Linked DNA regions of Mus musculus: region 2 is linked to region 1. A link is a contact called in public HiChIP or PLAC-seq data. All regions are on one chromosome and are shown on one strand. The core of a region is the stretch at or near the end of the contact, and the rest is flanking DNA. Distances in the headings are between cores, read along the strand shown. Region 1 overlaps Mtap (methylthioadenosine phosphorylase). Region 2 overlaps Gm12610 (predicted gene 12610).

Evidence for each region. HiChIP or PLAC-seq counts read pairs in DNA pulled down with a chosen protein or histone mark.
Region 2: a contact with region 1 is called in a FOXA1 HiChIP or PLAC-seq map of pancreatic cancer cells. The contact joins two enhancer-like sites. A contact is called at or near these places in 5 of 484 Hi-C or Micro-C datasets (Sertoli cells, bone marrow-derived macrophages, cortical neurons and 1 more), 2 of 115 datasets of contacts at active chromatin or transcription factors (CD8 T cells and pancreatic cancer cells) and 1 of 9 other capture datasets (bone marrow-derived macrophages).

The regions. Positions count from the first base shown.
Region 1 is chr4:89,159,920-89,164,238 of GRCm38.p6, reverse strand. All of the region lies in intron 4 of Mtap (methylthioadenosine phosphorylase), which reads right to left. It also overlaps the pseudogene Gm12607. Among named protein-coding and RNA genes, the nearest start is that of Gm26490, 21 kb to the left of the region's middle. Within about 2 kb of position 1,563, at least 66 of the 459 cell types and tissues checked have an H3K27ac peak or open chromatin away from gene starts, as enhancers often do. A contact at or near this core is called in pancreatic cancer cells, where this site is marked.
Region 2 is chr4:89,357,363-89,361,915 of GRCm38.p6, reverse strand. The region is part of intron 2 of Gm12610 (predicted gene 12610); the gene reads right to left. Among named protein-coding and RNA genes, the nearest start is that of Cdkn2b, 49 kb to the right of the region's middle. Within about 2 kb of position 1,440, at least 50 of the 459 cell types and tissues checked have an H3K27ac peak or open chromatin away from gene starts, as enhancers often do. A contact at or near this core is called in pancreatic cancer cells, where this site is marked.

The DNA of each region.
Region 1 (4,319 bases), core at 314-2,813:
TAACATTGAAGATGACTTTCTCAGCAGAGTGAGGACACACACAAGAAGCCAGAGAAACAGGATGGTCCTGTCCTGTCCACACTTGCCTCTCAGAGGGGTGGGACGGAGCAAAGGCCCCTGGGAAACTCTGCATCATGGGTCTCCGTGCCTTCCCTTCCTGTTTTAGACAGGGTGCTGTCATTATGTAATCTGGGTATCCAGAACTACCCTCAAACAATGGCCCTACTGTGCACTCCTCAGGGGTGAGGTCCCAGGTGCAAGTCATCTCGCTCAGGAGTCCGTTTCTAACCGTTAGACTCTAGTGGACACACTCAAGATGAAAGAAGACCTGTGTGGACACCAGAGCACACCCCTACAAGACCTCAGCCTTCAACGATGACATCACCGGGGAAGCCCAAGGTAGGGCTGTGTCTCTAGGAGGAGGAGGGTGAAATACATAGGCATCATCTATCATATCAGCCCATGTATTTAGTGCGGGACTTTCCTGATGAGTCAGAGCGAGAGCAAACCCAGGCCTCTCCTATTCTTCCTGCAAGAGGACAAGCTGGGAAAAAAAAAAAAAAAACAACCAACCAACCAAAAAGCTTGAGAAGGAACATATCAGAACCCAATACCCGCAGAACTCTTACATTAACAGGTAAGGATACTGAAGGGCAGGCATTGCTTGACCTGGTATTTTGAGTCACAGAAGTTACTCTGTCTCTATGAATTTTGTTTTAAGTTTAAAATAAAGACTCACACCCACAATTTCTACATATATCCTTCCTTCCTGTCCAATCAATGACTTCAGTGATGCAGCAGATATTGATGGCACAGGAAGAAAGGATACATGAAGACATTGCCGGAAGTCCCTGCCCCTGGGACCTCAGCCTCTCGAATGGGATGGCTGTATTACATTTCCTCTACCCAAACAACAGGATCTAAAATAGTATCTGTACTGGTGGGTTTTGTGTGTCAACTTGACCCAAGTTAGATTCATCAGTGCCTCAGTTGAGAAAATGCATCCATGAGGTCCAGCTGCAAAGCAATTTCTCAATTTTTCCCCTCACTAATCGTGGGGAAGGCCCAGTCCACGGTAGGTGGGCTGGTGGTGATCCTGGGTTCTAAAAGAAAGCAGGCTGAGCAAGCCATGAAGAGCAAGGAAGTAAGCAGCGCCCCTCCGTGACCCTGCATCAGCTTCTGCCTCCAAGTTCCAGCCCTGCTTGAATTCTTGTCCCAATCTCCTCCAAAGATGAATTATTATCTAAATGTGTAATCTAAATAAACCTTTTCCTCCACAACCTGCCTTTTGGTCATGGTGTTAAATGGAGGGACCAGGTGTGCCCAGAAATTCAGGAAGAGACAATAGAGTGTGTCAACATTGGGGAGAAGCCAGCAGAGTCCCCCAGGAGAAGGCCCCCTATGCAACACTCTACAACGAACCTTTAAGAAGTAAGTATAAGCTACAAAGCTGATAAGTAACAAGAGAAAGGCTAAGCAATCCAAACAACTATGCTTCTAAACTCGGCCAAGGCTCTTCTTAGAATCTGGCCTGTTTACACAAGGCCCGTGCCAAACCACAGCAGGGAGGAGGCATCTATCTCTCGTCTCTGACTTCATGAGGCACCTCATCATAGATCCTGTGCGGTTGAGAGGCCACTGCATAATCAAAGATATTTGTAAAAAGAACTGTTAGCATTTGGTGAGGAAGTAACTGTAGACCCCTTAGCAAGCAGCTGGGGGTCCATACACTTGCTGCTTTATCTATAAGTGGCAAAGTGACACTGAAGATCAGAAGATGCTGGGATCAAAGCATGTAAAAAATTCACCATCTAAAAGTCCAACTGGAGCCCTGAGAACAGCTAAGCTCTCTTTATCCACATAGCAAAGCCAGAGTCAGGAGGGAAGTTACATCGACTCCTCTGTGTCAGCTGCCCACCCCCACAGGTGGCAGGATGAAAGAGAAATGTCCCTACCCACAGGAATGTACAGTACATAGGACCGTGCTACCAGTTATAAGGAACTGGCAAGGCCTTTTCCTGTAAGCGGCCAGGCGTGACCTGTGAAGATGGTTTGCTACTCTCTTGCCGCAGAACATCCGACAAAATCATGCAAATCTAGAGTTTCAAACCTTCATTCAGTTTAAGAACATCTGAGAAATTGCCCAGGACAGCAAGGGTATGCATAGCCTCATAGCGGCAAAGCCACCAAGAGGCTGAAGGATGTCACTTTAAAGAAGCAATGTGTGCCATTCTGGAAAGAGTGCTAAATTTTTGCTGCACATGCTTTAAAATGCATAAAGTAATGCTGAACTTCCGGTTTCGATGTAGATTGTCTAGTTATTCAACATATCCAGGTGAACAAGGAACTTAAGACACACCGACGAACCTATAGAGCAGAGCTCATGGCTCGATTAACCCATACATGAGCTCCCTAGCCACACTGAGATGATCCTCATTGTGAAGGAACAGATCGTTCCAAAGCCCGAAGAGGAGGTTGTATAGAAGAAAGAGATATCCCAGAAAAAACTGAAGAAACAAAATCTCATGGCATGGGAATAAATTCAACATAAAATAAATGCAGATAAAAAAAAAAAAAAAAAAAAAAAAAAAAAAACCCAAACCAACACCCCCCCCCCCCCCCAAAAAAAAAAAAAAAAAAGGCAAGGTTGATTGAGCTCAGATCTGGAGGACCTCAGAGACCTGAGACCAGTAGGGTACAGCTGCTCCTTGTTCTAGAACAGGTAACCAGGACACCTAACTGAGGACCTTGGGCATAACATCTGGAGTTCTCCATGCTAGTGAGGAATCCAGATAGCCCCGAGTCTTCAGCCAATAATGTTGTCTTCCCTTCCTGGGTACTCCTTTTCCACAAAAGATAGAGAACCCCTGACTCAGCCCAAATAAAGTGTATTCACTTACATCTACCATCAAATAAATCAGCAAGAACAAGCAAGGTCCATCTCAGAGAGCTGCTTCACTAAGGATCATTGTGGGGAAGGCCTACAACTAAAAGACCCCTGAGGAAGGCTATCTCCCCTCCAGTCCTTCTGGTCCACTTGGCTCTCGCTCCTCATCGGACAGGTCCACTCATCCAGAGCTCTGTCTCCCCTCTCTGCTTGGCTCTCAAGAGACCCAGAGGAGAAAGGTAGAGTGCTGGCCCCCGTTCCTGACTCTCAGTGGAACCCAGAGAGGAGACAAAGAACTATAGAATTTGTCCCAGACTCTGCTGTTTCCCCTTCTGGTCTGGTGAAGGAAGACGCAGGCAGCAGACCCCAGTTCCAGACTTCATTCTGCCTTCCTCAAGCAGTGTGACAGTGGTGCCCGGGCAGGGCACAGTGCGACACATGAAGACATGTAGTATGGGAGACAGACCTCAAATTATAAATCTTGGATGCCCTATAAGGTCCTTCGAAAATAGAAATGCCTAACAAGATTCTCTTGGCCCAAGGAAATGTCCACTTCCTTATCCTTTCAAAGGGACTGTTAATGAGCACTAGGAAAAATGGTGGGTATGCTGAAGACGACCACTGGCCTGGTGGCACTGGCTGGATGTGACACTCCACAAGACAGGCTACCAATATTGTACACAAAGCCTCTGGTGTTCTTGATCGACTCCCTCAAAATTCCGAATCGAACAGAACACAGACGAGAAGCTGGGTGGGCTCAGAATCAGACGTTAAACACAAGACTACCAGCGCCAGGATGGCCACACAAGAAGGGGTCTGGCAAGCAAAATTACAACAGAAACCATGGGAGGTCATTAGTGGAAAAACATGACTCCATGCTGTAAGGAAGGCCAATATAATCAAATATCTTTGATGGCTTGGAGGGAACTGGATACAGTTAAATGCTTGGGCAAGTTAAAAAAAAAATAAAGAAAAGTTGCCACCAGGCCTTTAATCCCAGATGACCTTGAACTCAGAGATCTCCCTGTCTTAATCTTCTGGGGTTCATAGCCACTATGCCTCAAGATCTCCATGCCAAGATCCAGGTGAGAAACTAGTATCTCCCAGCCTCCAGATTAGGGTCACAGGCGAGCCTTCCAGCTCTGGATTGTAGTTCATTCCAGATATAGTCAAGTTGACAACTAGGAACAGCCACTACAATTCACCCCTTGTCAACTTGACACAAATAATATTTCATGTCCACATGAAACAATAACAAGGTCCTGTCCTGAGTAAGCCTAACATGATATAACTATTCCTGTACAGTAAATTCACAATGGGGCAATGTCCCTTGGGAACATCCTTTTAGTTTCTCAACTTACATACCAATTGATGTTAAAGAAATTGGAAGAAAGACAAATGTATTCTTAGCAAAATAGGACAGAAGCATTCA
Region 2 (4,553 bases), core at 191-2,690, 200 kb before region 1:
GACCTTAAGGGGAAAAAAAGAATTACAACTCCTATATAAAAGTATTGTGATCAATCACTTCAAAATGACAGCATATTACTAGGAGGATCACAAAACCCATCGACTGTCAAAGCATGTGCGCATTCCGTAACTGTGGCCATGTGTTACCAAATCATGTATTTTATGAACAGAACTGAATAGTAGAGTTTAAACGTAATGGTTCTTGCACAGTTATGTAAAAGAAAAAGAATTCAGGTCACTCTTGCAGAAACATCAGAGCTTTGGGGAAAAGGATTCAAAGTCATCATAAACTTTCTCTAACAGAACAGGGCCAAGGTTAACATCACTGTCAGTGTTGGACATCGCTACTGGGTCTGAGTACTTGCCTGAAGACAGTATAGACTGAGACCTGCTGGACTCGTACTCCCGGAGCCCTGCATTGGTGGCCGGAGGGCAACGTAGCGCCTGGGCACAGTGGGCAGACGAATGCCTGCTGAGGCATGGACCAGATTTCATAAATTCATCAATGTGATATGCTGGGATGTCTACAGCCATTCTCTGCCAGCCCTTTCCAAGAGCAGTTATGTACTTTCTGCTTTTTAGAGACAGGAACTAATGATATGAATTGCTGACATCTGTGAATTATAACATTTTTGTGAATATTATAAATATTTGGTATACGAGACCACCAAGGCAGAAAATGTACTGTTCACTACCCTACCTCTAGTGACCCGTCCGTTTCTGAAGCAATGCTGATATTCAGCAAATACTTGGTGAATGAATGAATAACTTTGTGATTGAAGGTTTCAGCTCCTAGAGAGATGGTAGATGGTATTTGGAGGAGAAAATAAGAAAAATAACTTCAGCTATTCAAAGTTGAACCATTTATTCTTTCTTTTCTTTTCTTCCTTTTTGTAATTTAAACAGTTTATTCCTAAGCTTTGGAAATCAATTCATAATGGCCTTCCCAGAAGCTCAAATTTTTGCAAATATAATCTATCATTGAGCAGCAATATAAACGTATAGAAAAGAGCATTAGTTCTTACCCTTAATGCTTAACTAAGACTGAAGGCCTCAGCAATATATTTTATTACAAAAGATGACATTGGTGGAAAATTTGTCCTTTATGTACAGCTTATTTATTAATATAGTGTATCTATGAGTGTCTGACGGGTTTTTTTCTTTATTTACATTTCAAATGTTATCCCCTTTCCTGGTTTCCCCTCCAACAACTGAGGAGGCAAACCACTACTCTTGACTTCTCCCAACCAAGCCCTTTTAAAATGAGCTGAGTGATCTCAGCCCAGAACCTGCTAGGCAAGTCTTCTCGCAAGCCTAGCAGGTCTGACCACTTCTGTGTAAAACAGCAAACTTGGCTCACAGATTCCCAGAACAAATCTGCCCTACTAAGACAGAGCTGATCGTCCACCATGGAGTCTGGCCAATTGTGCTGAGATCATGGCATACTGAGAAAGTTGAACTTTAGCCACACATAAATTAATGCGCAGAAGCAGGGCTACTCCCTGCTGCTTCTGGGTGACATTTTTTTTTCCTCTCAAAATGAAAATGTTGGTTTTGAATCTACAAATTTTTCTTAACTAGAGAAAAACATAAGGCAAACTGACTCAGCTTTTTACGGCAAGCAGTCATTAAATGTCATTATTTGAAATGTTTTGATCTTCTTAGAGAGAGAGTGTTACAGTAAGGTGCACAGAGAACTTCGTAACCTGGGAGCTTTTGTATTGGTCTCCAAACAAAATCAGAACCTGGGAGAATGTCCCAGGGTCAGTTGCTGTTTCACCCAGCCTCTCTCACTATTAAAGGGCAGGTGGCTTTCTACACGTAACAGCTTTTCCTCTGCTCGGCCTTCCCAGCCCAAATACAGAAAGAAACCTCAGGGATGCAGTTGTCCTGCAAACTCCCCAAGGAAAAAAAAAGGGCTAGTGGGGGCTTCTGCTTCAGTTTCTCTAATTACAGAGAAGTCCTTTTTAAGCCCAGAGGATGGTGTTACTTGGCTTGTGGTAGTTACTATTTTGTCTTGTTATAAATGAGAATAACTAAGCAGCAAGATTAAATGACTTGGGGGTTTCAGGAGGAAGTGTCTTCCTGTCTCTGCCTTTTGGCCACTCGATATTAAGATCGGCCCAATTGAAAGTAAAACAGTAAATTCCAAGCATTCGCTATAATTTGACATGAAGAGATGTTAAAAAGTCACCACTATGGAAGGTCTGACTCACCCTGTGACATGGATTTACCAAGAACAAAGGTTTAGTTTCTTTCAAACTTTGATGTGATACAGAAGCATAAAGAAAGACAAGGTGGTTTGTGGATTTCACACATGAACAAACCATCCTAGTTTCTGTATACACACGCGCGCACACACACACACACACACACACACACACACACTCACACACACATATATCCACACTTTGGGGATTTAAAAAAAATGGAGAGGATATTCTCTTGCAGAAGAAAGCTGTTGTTTGGGTTGGGTTTCGGTTTTGGAGTTGTTTTTTTTTAACAAGTCTTTAGACATTTGGCTTTTGCTTTATTTATTTATTTTTTTTTTTTTGCTTAGCAAACAAAGTAGTGGGCTTCATCATAGGTGTTTGTCAATGTTTTTCATTTTCCTAACTAAGGAGCAGATTGTGTAGCAGCTTGCTCTGGGTATACATTATTCCCTGTGTTTCAAAGAGCAGTAGGAAAAGACAACGCAGCTCTTGAGTCCAGCACTGGAGGCCTGCGCTCCTCCCAAACGTTACAGGCTACAGTGCACAGTCTTGCCTATAGAATCACAGTACATCATACCAGGGACTTGCCTAAGGCTGGAAACATTCCATATAGCTCTCTTCTAACAGAAAAGAAGCAAAAATGTCTTCCATGGCCACATACGACTTTTGGTGTTTTACATTATAATTCTCTTTTTTTGTCATTTAACGTTTTTTATCGGATATTTTCTTTTTTTTTAAGATTTATTTTTTATTTATATGAGTACGCTGTAGCTATCTTCAGATACACCAGAAGAGTGCCTCAGATCCCATTACAGATGGTTGTGAGCCACCATGTGGTTACTGGGAATTGAACTCAGGACTTCTGGAAGAGCAGTCAGTGCTGTTAACCAATGAGCCATCCCTCCAGTCCTCGATCTTTTCTTTATTTACATTTCAAATGTTCTCCCCTTTCCCAGTTTCCTCCCCTGCCTGAAACCCCCTATTCCATACCCCTCCCCCAGCTTCTGTGAGGGTATTCCCCCTCCCACCTTCCTGCGCTGGCATTCCCCTATACTGGGGCATTGAGCCTTCACAAGACCAAGGACCTCTTCTCCCATTGATACCTAATAAGTCCATCCTCTGCTAAATATGCAGCTGGAGCCATGGGTCCCTCCATGTGTACTCTTTGGTTAGTGGTTTAGTCTCTTGGAGATTTGAGGGGGAGGTCTGGTTGGTTGCTAATGTTGTTCTTGCTATGGGGCTGCAAACCCCTTCAGCTCCTTTAGTCCTTTCTCTAACTCCTCCATTGGGGACCCAGTGCTCAGTCCAATGGTTAGCTGCAAGCATCTGCCTCTGTATTTGTCAGTCTCTGGCAGAGCCTCTCAGGAGAAAGCCATATCAGACTCCTGTCAGCACACACTTCTTGGTATCCACAATAGTGTCTGCATTTGGTGGCTGTACATGGGATGGATTCCCAGGTGGGGTAGTCTCTGGATGGCCTTTCCTTCAGTCTCTGCTCCACACTTTGTCTCCATATTTGCTTCCATGAGTGTTTTGTTTGCCCTTCTAAGAAGGACCAAAGCATTCACACTTTGGTCTTCCTTCTTCTTGAGCTTCATGTATAAGTAGATATTAGCCCAGAAGCTTGGAATACCTAACACAATTCACAGACCACATAATTCTACTTCTTATAAAAAAAATACATAGGTTACTCTTATTCTTTCAAAGGAAAAGGTAAAGTTCATTGAATAATGAAATCTAGAATCTAAATTAAAGCACCATCTACTAATTAAAAATGTTAGGGCAGAAAACACACAGTGTAAATAAGATCAATGTGTGGTATCTTTTTTCAGTCATATTTCAAAGCTCAGAGAAAGCATTATATGTTGCCCTTTGGCAACAGAATCAGAGAGAGTTCCCCTGTGCATCACCACAAGCCCTGCTGTGGAACCAAACAAAGTCTCTTGTGCCTTTCTAAGCAACTTTTCCTGGTAGGGAAAAAGTGTCCTGGGTCTGCAGTGCTTGTGTGATACTGTCACACAATGAAATGTTCTGCATATGGTATGATAAAGACTTCTCCAGAAATAAACTAATGGACAAGCCGTGTTCTGTCCTGTCTACCACCATGCTCTCTGGTCCATTTGTTTTCTGCTTACACATTGGGTTGTTCCTTAGTAGACAATCCTGTGGTGAGGAAGAAGGAGTGCTATGGAGACACGAAGAACCGAACGAGAGAAGGTGGCGGAAGTCAAGTTGCTGCTCTGGCCATGGTAAGATAGAAAAGGAGATTGAAACCGGGAAACCTGGGGGATCCCTGATGGCAGCCAGGGCTAAGCTGTTGGTGGGTAGGGCAGAGAACCC